3 separate regions of the Neogale vison genome follow, and regions 2 and 3 are each linked to region 1. A link is a contact called in public Hi-C data. All regions are on one chromosome and are shown on one strand. Each heading gives the region's core, a stretch centred on a gene start, on an enhancer-like site or on the middle of the called end of the contact. The rest is flanking DNA. Distances are from core to core; before and after follow the strand shown.

Region 1 (2,918 bases), core at 348-2,847:
ACTAAATGTCCTTATTTCACAAATCAAAAAAGTGAGGTTAGACAGGCTACAGAAGGCACTTTAAGTTTGGGAAAGGTAGAACCAGTATTTAAATTTGGAACTCCCAGACTCAAAAGTGTTTTAATAGCAATTACAGTACATGTCTCGACTGTATTAGCAGTGCACTTCTATTTTATTTTTGCTCATTATTCAGTACGGGTGTTTTAAAACATGAGGGTTACATGCCGATAAGGCAAACTGACTTCTAATTGATGGCTACTCAAAAACATCTTTTAGAAATTGTCGTGATTACACACTGGGTCATTTGTTTAGATTTGTGCATTTGACTAATTTGTTCTGAAAACCACAGGAAATCTCAGGCTATTAAGAGCTATGTTTACTTGCCTTCAATGTTCCTTAAGTAGCAGCATGTTTTTTATGTAGTAGGTACCCAAAAGTAGACTACATCAACTCAGTAAAACTGAGGGTGAAGTCATATAGCTTTATTCCCAGTTTACCTTAGACATTCTAACAACAGTATATATTACAAGATAAATATTCTATGGTTCTATTAAGCTGTCTTCAACACCATTTTATTCTATTAAAATGTTTTAAAATAGATTTATTTAGTAAATGCTTTAAAGGCACACCTAAAATTCAAAGCTAGGTAAACACTTCAAAATTAGTGTATTTTTACACTACAAAATTAGTTAATTTTTAGAGGAATTGAATGAGATACTTTCTTGCATCTCCATTATTAAAGGTAATTTATTAGATGATAGGTCTTGCAAATAGCAGAATGAATTTTACAAAGGTGAAAGGGTATCTGCTGTCTTTATCATTCTTGGAAATAAATCTGTTATTTTTATCACAGATCCAAGTAATTTTAGGATCATCGGCCAGGTGACTGTGGAGTGACACTGCCATCTAGTGGCTATTTTTCACCATAGGCGATGTCCCTTTTGGCCCACTGGGCAATGTTGAGGAGATTTGAATTCATCATCAGGTACACACACTTTAGCACCCATCTTCACATCTCAGTGGATCATGAAGTCTTTGAGGGAGGAACCATGTCTTATGTATTTTCTTTCTCTCCTGTGCTAAGTATTTGCTACTGTCAAATATTTCTTTAATGTTTAGGACCCACCCAGCTAAGTTTTCATTCCTCATCCTGTCTACCTCCTCCCACACCTAACTCTTCTGCTTAGGCCTGCATAAAAACTGGCAAATGTGGAAACTGGTGAGACCATGGCAACTTTTTGTTCTCATGACTGCATTACCAATGTAAAAAGCAAAAAATAAAATTATGCATTATGTGGCTGATTCTTAATACTGGAAACTAAAAAAAATAGATTACAGTAAATTCTTCTAGTGGTTAGATGGAATGCAACCAAATCGTTAGAACAGCAGAAAGATAAACATCGTTACAATTTCATTCTAATAATTTCATTCTAATACAAATTCATTAAACTTTAAGGAATGTTTATAAAGTGCCAGGCATTGTTCTAAGTGCTTTCTGTATATTACCTTATGTAGTCCTCAAAACAACCCACAAAGTAGTTAGAACAAAAAACAACAACAACAACAACAACAAAAATATATATATATTTTTAAATACCCAGATATTCCTAATAAAGATTATTTTGAAAAAAAAATTTTGGCAGATTTACCAGTCACCTAAAATACTTGGAAGAATTAGATTGCTTTAGCAGAATTACTATAATTATTCTTTGGAAGACACATACTAAATGAATCAAATTAATAGGAGAAAGAGAGTTTATTTATTTATATATCTGTCTTGGTCTAGAAAAGACTACAGGGGGCTTAAAAAGGGATCCTAATAACTTTCTGAAAAATATTTAAGATCTTAAATATATTACTCTCCCCAAAAGTTGGCTGCTTCTAAGCTTGACTTAATATTTTGCATGTTTTCTCTTCGTTGTTTTGTAAATATATTTGCTTCTCCTTTTTGCAATCGACGTCTGATAGCTGATTTTTGCTGTTTCGTCAACTGACGTTTCACCTTCTGTTTCACCATTTCCTGGAAAGATTTAATGAGTTAGTATTACCGATAACTGACCACTATGATAAGGAGTAAATATTCAATAAAACAAAGATTTACATTGTTAATATTTTTTAAAATTTATTAAGAGCATGAATTTCTTGAATTCCAAATACTGACAGTCCTATATGAACCAACAATAAAATAAACACAAACTAATGGTTACAAAATAGGAGAAATTAAATTACTAACAGAAATACAGATTAGAGCAAAAAGTAATACGCAATTCTTTGACTAACAAATCTCCATAGTGCCACCTAGTGTCCATCAGGAAAACTGAAACCAAAAAAGGAAAACCAAAAAACCCAAGATAAAAACTGTTTCTCTGTGTTCAAGATAAAAGTAGAAATGGTGCTGCAGTAGAAAAGTGTGTTGGAAAGCATTCACAACTGGTCAAAATGTATCCAAGAGTCTTTCTAACTTCAGGTATAGGGATGACCTGATGGCAGCATTTACATGAAAAAGTCTTTATACAATTCTTGGGAAATGTAGAATAATTTCTCAATATAAATTCAAATGATTTCTTGTTAAGACTCAGGCTCCTAGTGTCACTTACAATATAAATAAAAAGTTTGAATATTCTGTTCCCAATAACCTTTTCTTCATCTGTAGCACTACTGCCTGTTTTTAAATTGTATATAACTTTGTATCATCCAATTTATTTCCTAAAAAAGAGATACTGCAATGGTTGAAGCAAGAGTCTCTTTTTAATATGCCTCAACCTAGGCTAGGCACAAAAAACTTATTAAATATCTTTCAAGTTAAAAAATTAAAGCATAACAGGCAAAAAGGGGCTAGAAGAATTAGTCTGCCTAATAGACTATTTCTTGGGTTGTATATTTGTACTATAAAACTTTGGACCAGGTTAGTTAAATGG
Region 2 (2,879 bases), core at 179-2,678, 260 kb before region 1:
CCAGGACCCTGAGATCAGGACCCGAGCTGAAGACTGAGGCTTCTCCGACAGAGCCACCCAGGCGTCCCAAGAGTGCAGCTGTGTTAGAGAGAGCCACTAAGGAGAGTCTGAATGAGGAACGGTTCAAAGGCCAGGTAAAGTGAAAGAGTAAGATATGTGAATTCTCTGGGCCACAAACATCCCAAAGCTTATTCAGTTATCAGGAAAAAAAAAAAAATTAGGACCCCATTTTGGTGAGAAACAGTTCTAAGTAATAAGCTGGGAAGTCACCTGGAACTTCCTCAACTTTGTCTTCTGAAGCCCAGACCCAGAACCCTGTTCTCCTGGGCGGGGCAGAGTTCTGAGAACACACTGAGCTGGGCCCTGTGACGGAGAATGTCACCAAAGTACCCCCTGCTTCCTCTACAACTTTTGCCCCTTCCCTCCCCTGCTGCAGAATTACATACCCAAGAGTCAGCCAGTGGTGCCTTCTCTTCTTTGCCCCCTCCCCACAACACACACCTGTTTCCAGTCAACCTCCCCACCCACCCCACTATGCCCCTCTAACTAGACACAATGCCACCCTTAGGGTCCCCATTCAACCCTGTGCCTCTAGCCCTCGGTGGAGGCCACCTCTTGGACATTCGCTCCTCTGCTTTATCAAATCATTTATCCAGGTTGACATAAAAAAAAAAAAAAACCCAAAAGAGAAAAAAAAATTAAGGCATGAGATTTAGCTAAGATCGAATCATGGCAGTACTTGAATGTTGAGCCAAAGCACGGGTTGCAAATTCTAATGTGTGGCAGGACGAGGCACGAACACCAGAACATGAGGACAGGCTGTTGGACAGTAAGAGTCAAGCTTGTTATGTTTCCCTTGAGAATAGTACTGGCGTGAAGGCATTGCCCTTTAATGCACTAGGATCTAAACAAAACCACCAGACAGAGCATGAGAGAGTCTGTGGGGTCCTCCGTGGTCTCCACATGGGGACCTGCCTCTCTGTGTAAACAGGATGAAACGCCAGGAAGGTCTGAAGCTTGGCACGCCATGATCAAGCAGTAGCGTCAAGGATGAGTCCGGGGCTGGCACCAGACCAGTAAACTGCCAGACCTGACCTTGAGGAGCCAGGGAGACCTGATTGAAGGTCATTGTGAGAAGTAATGAGGACCTAGACTACTCTAATGACTAGAGGCATTGTTTAAAATTTGAAAAGAAAGAAATTGAAAGTGAAGAATCAAAAGGAATTTGTAACAAACTGGAGAGGGGCCGAATCAAAACAATTATATGGTCTTTTCACAGAGGACGGAGGAGGGCTTGAAGCAGGGGAAAGTCTCGTGCCTTTTGGGCTAAAGCTCTTGTCCTAAGCCCTTCTATAGTTCGTCTATACTCTAACGAACCAGCCAGTGTTGTAATCAGTAGGCATGCTAAGTTCCGGTTCCTACCAGAACAGAAAGTGAAATCAAAAGTAGATTCCCCTTCATTCAAATCTGCAACAGCGTGGATTAAGGTAACTCCTCAACATTTCTCTTCCATTTTTCTTAAGACTCAGAACTTTTCAGTGAGGATAATTACTGGAACTTAAGGTATAAAACTGCTGTATTGAGGAGATCTTGTCATGTTGAGTGAGGCTCCCGAGAAAGGGGGTGGGGGGAATCTGGCACTGCATCCTGGGCATGTGGGTGAGGTTAAGGTTGGGACTTGATTTAAGAATCCTTCAGCTTTACTGACTCACTCTCTCTTCCAGAGATTTCTTAGCTTTTCCCAAACATTTCCTGCAATTCTTGTCTTGGATCCCAGGACATTTTTTTCACTGAAGTGCTATTGAATATAAAGGAAAGTCCCCAGACTAAGGGTCAAGGGCTCTATTTTCATCCCAATTTTGCTTGAAATTTCCCATGTGATTTTGGTAAAATCACTTCCCCTCAGTTTCTTCGCCAGGACACCAAAGACATATTAGCTGGCTTTTCAAGTCCTTACTGAGCTAAGGCTAAAGGCTATACGAATATAAGTAAATAGCAAGACCTTTCTCTCCAGTCTTACCAGTAAAATACAGCTTTCTTGGAGTGTGTCTGCTGCAAGTGGAGACGGAAATAGTCCTTAATCTATGCCAGAGAATTCAAGTAATAGTAATCACAGTAATGGTTTAATATTTAACATTTATTATGTGCTTTGTATTTACTAATTATGGTGCTATGCCAAAATCTTCGCATGAATTCTTTTTTTTTTTTTAAGATTTTAATTATTTATTTGAGAGAGAGAGAGAGACCACAGAGGCAGAGGGGGGAGCAGGCTCCGAGCAGAGAGCCCAACGCAGGGCTGAATCCCAGAACCCTGAGACCATGACCTGAGCTGAAACCGAGTTAGACGCTCAACAGAGTGAAACACCCAGGCACTCCTAGCCACCATTTAATGCTTATTTGAAAAAGATGGAAGTGTCATCATCTTTTCAATTAAAAAAATCTTCCTCAGCTTTATTGAGATATAACTGACATTATAACCTTGTGTAAGTTTAAAGTGTCCAACACTTTGGGTGCCTGGGTGGCTCAGTTAGTTAAGCGTCTGCTTTTGGCTCAGGTCATGATCCCAAGGTCCTGGGATTGGAGCCTCGCATCAGGCTCTGCACTCATTGGGGAGTCTTCTTCTCTGTCTCTCTCTGTTGCTTGTCCTGCTTGTACTCTCTCTGTCTCTGTCAAATAAATGAATTTTAAAAATCTTAAAAAAAAATAAAGTGTACAACACCTTGATTTGATACATTTTTATATTGCAAAATGATTACCACCGTGGCATCAGCTAACACCTCCATCCCATCTCATAATCACCACTTCTTTTTTGTAGTGAGAAAGTCACGGACCTACTTTTTTGCGAGGACAGTGAGAATCTAGTCAACATTCAAGTGCAA
Region 3 (2,837 bases), core at 316-2,815, 320 kb before region 1:
TACTAAATAAAGCATCTCTTCCAGTCAAGGTGGTGGTAACAGAGCTCCTAACTTCACCGCCAGGAAGAGTTCAAGTTACTTTAGGAAATTTACTTAGTCCGCCTTGGATGATTATGACTTTTCTCAGGCAAGAAGGAGGAGGCAGAGGCAACAGATCCTGGATTAGCTCAGCCTTCCCTTTATTAGAACACTCCTCAATGTGGAATCTACCGCCAACAGGTAAGGGACTTTCTCCCAAAATGTTCTGAATGATGAAATTAACAGGCATTGTAATAGTTCGTCACTGCTGGCAAACAAACAAAAAATGCTAAATTAACCTGAATATTCTTTTTTAACGAATTAGAATTTTTTTCATTTAGGCCCACCTGAAAATGGGCTATGGTACCAGCACCATTCCAAATCCTTGGGAAAAGCAAAGCACTGGCCAAATTTTTAAAGGTTTTTGTTCTTGTTTTTCCTCCTGAGTTGAGAGCAGATGATACTCTGGGCATCTGCCAGAAAACTGAGCTTTTCTTACTGAACCCGACCTACACAAAGAACCTCCGGAAAAACGGCAAGGAAGGGACTGCTCTTCTCCTTCCATGAAATTACCTTGCAGGCCCCCCTGGCAAATAACGCACCCAGAGAGGAAACTTTAGTTTGCTCCAACAGTAGAACTTTATCTGAATAAAACTCAGCTAGAGCCAGAGTGAAGGGAAGACAATTGCTGGGAGTTTAAGTACAGAAGAAGCAAGGAAAGAACTGATCTTGGGGACATTCATGGACTCTGATCCTTCAACACGCCCAACCAGAAGTTAATGCCAAGCCACGTTCGCTTCTCGGCCAGCTATCCCCAAAGTACCCTTCTCAGCCGAACGCGCCGTCCTCCCGCCCCCTCCATCTGGCGCCACTCGCGAGGCGGGGGGGATCCGGAGGCTGGCAGGAGGCCAGCGGCGAGGCGCGCACCGCAAGGAGGCTCCCGCGGGTCGGGAAGTAGCGTGGCCGCGAGAACGCGCGGATCAGGCGCACTGGCCCTGAGCCCCCCCGCGTTCTCCCGCCCGAGAAGGACCCGAGCAAGGCTAGGCTGGTCGCCCAACACAGCGCCTCCCCGCGGACCCGGGCCCCGGGTACCACGACTCTCCCCCACCCGGCGTCCCCCCGCCTCGCTCTCCTCCGCCGCGTGCCACGAGTCTTCGGGCCTCCCCGGCGGGCACCCGGAGGTTGCCGGGACCGAGCCCTTCTCCAGCCCCGCGACCGCTCCCCGAGGGGTGCCCTGGGGACCTGCGCGCTGTACCTGGGGGGTGGTCTGCGACGCGACCAGCTCGCCCTCGCGCCGCTGCCGCCGGCCTCCCCTACCCCGGAACAGAAAGTGAAAGCGGAGCCCGGGCAGCGGCGCGAGCGCGCCAGGTGCGCGTCGGACGGGGCGCTCCTAACGGGCGCCGGAGAACCCCCAGCGGAGGCGGGAGCTGGGGAAGGAGAAAGCTGGCCGTGGGGGCGCGCGGAGGCCGCGGGACCCCGGACGGTAATTCACAAATGCGTGCTGCGCGCAAGGGAAACGGCCGCGTTGCAGTACGGGGGGGTCGGTGGGGAGGAGCACTCCTGCCCGAACGCAGATCATTCTGAGTGTGTCTTTGTGGCTGTAGCTTTCGACGGTTACCCTTCGGCGCAGCGAGGGCTTAGAAAGCGTTAAGAAGGGGTGGGTGTTGCGGAAAGTGACCCAGGCTGGACTCCAGCTCGCCCCTCCAAGGAGTCTGCACGCGCTCCGCGCCAGTTGGACTCAAGAGGTGTCCATCATCTCGTCTCTGCAAATGGGCTGCGAGCTCGTGGCCCGCCTCCGAAAGATACCGGAGCCGCCCAGCAACTCATTCTGGGAAATGCTGAATCCTTGGGCATTTAATAGAGGAGAGTTACGCTAGGAGGTGCTTCCGGGTAGGAAGGGGATACGGATAGCCTCCCAGGAACTTCCCCGCCACCCCCTAGGGACTCTCGGGCCTCCAAGATTTGATGCTCCCCACATTAAAACATTTCCTCTGCTTTTTCAAATCAGATAACCATTTCTCCGCTCCCCTTAGAACATGAAACTGGACTGAAATGTCCAAAAAAGCCCATCTTTTAAACAATTGAGGGTAAATGAGATAACAAGACAAGAAAACACAGGCTTCATATTGATCAAATGCTACAAGTTGGTGAGTGGACCAACACCTCCGGGATCTTTTTCTTACTGTACTCAGACTTTCTCCTCTCTTTTCTTTCCTAGCCTTCCCTTTGAGAGTTTGGGGTTTCAAGTCACTGGAACAGTATTTCTCAACTTTTATTTCTCAATTTTATGTTCGTTTTGAAAAATAACAAAGTATATTTTGTTCTGCATATTCTCTCCAGTCAAGGATATTTTGTAATATAAAAATAACATTCCGTCCCCAGCCCCAAACAGGGTGAGAGCAAGGCAAGTTGTTTTCTTTACAGTTCAGCAAGAAATGGGCTTTGGGATTAGGTGATTTTTTCTTCATTTGCAATTGTGGCAGGTGTGTCAGCCCATCGCTATAGCCTCCAAGGCCTCCAGATGTCAGTGAGTGATCTGCTTTGCTCAGATGAGAACTTCTTATGCAGTAAATTCATGCATGCTTTGTGGGAGGGGCAAATGGAAGATCTCCAACACGGCATATTGAACAATAGCAGGTGTTCCCTAAGAATCTAACAAACCCCTTAGCAGGAACTGTGATCACTTTCCAATTCACCTGTTCACTGAAAGCAACAAATAATAAATAAAGCCAACCTCATTTTGTGTTTAGTATGCATGTAATTAAAAAGATGGAAAAGAAGAATGAAATAGCCAAAATGTCCAGTGACATTTTAAAGAC

Evidence for each region. Hi-C and Micro-C count contacts between places; a contact is called where the count stands out from the background.
Region 2: a contact with region 1 is called in a Hi-C map of muscle, with 7 times the contacts expected there. The contact joins the promoter of ERAP2 here to the promoter of LIX1 in region 1. A contact is called at or near these places in 2 of 3 Hi-C or Micro-C datasets (fibroblasts and muscle).
Region 3: a Hi-C map of fibroblasts shows a contact between it and region 1, with 5 times the contacts expected there. The contact joins the promoter of ERAP1 here to the promoter of LIX1 in region 1. A contact is called at or near these places in 2 of 3 Hi-C or Micro-C datasets (fibroblasts and muscle).

Annotation. Positions count from the first base shown.
Region 1 is chr1:196,225,244-196,228,161 of ASM_NN_V1, reverse strand. LIX1 (protein limb expression 1 homolog) reads right to left here and starts at 1,597. Exons shown (of 8, transcript XM_044265035.1): 1 at 1-1,597. RIOK2 (serine/threonine-protein kinase RIO2) reads right to left here. Exons shown (of 10, transcript XM_044265023.1): 10 at 1,742-2,020. The coding sequence ends at 1,856.
Region 2 is chr1:196,484,236-196,487,114 of ASM_NN_V1, reverse strand. It overlaps ERAP2 (endoplasmic reticulum aminopeptidase 2), which reads left to right and starts at 1,428. Exons shown (of 19, transcript XM_044265073.1): 1 at 1,428-1,487. The region is part of intron 1 of LOC122917330 (a long non-coding RNA gene); the gene reads right to left.
Region 3 is chr1:196,548,995-196,551,831 of ASM_NN_V1, reverse strand. ERAP1 (endoplasmic reticulum aminopeptidase 1) reads right to left here and starts at 1,565. Exons shown (of 19, transcript XM_044265105.1): 1 at 1,274-1,565. It overlaps LOC122900965 (a long non-coding RNA gene), which reads left to right and starts at 2,134. Exons shown (of 3, transcript XR_006383340.1): 1 at 2,134-2,165.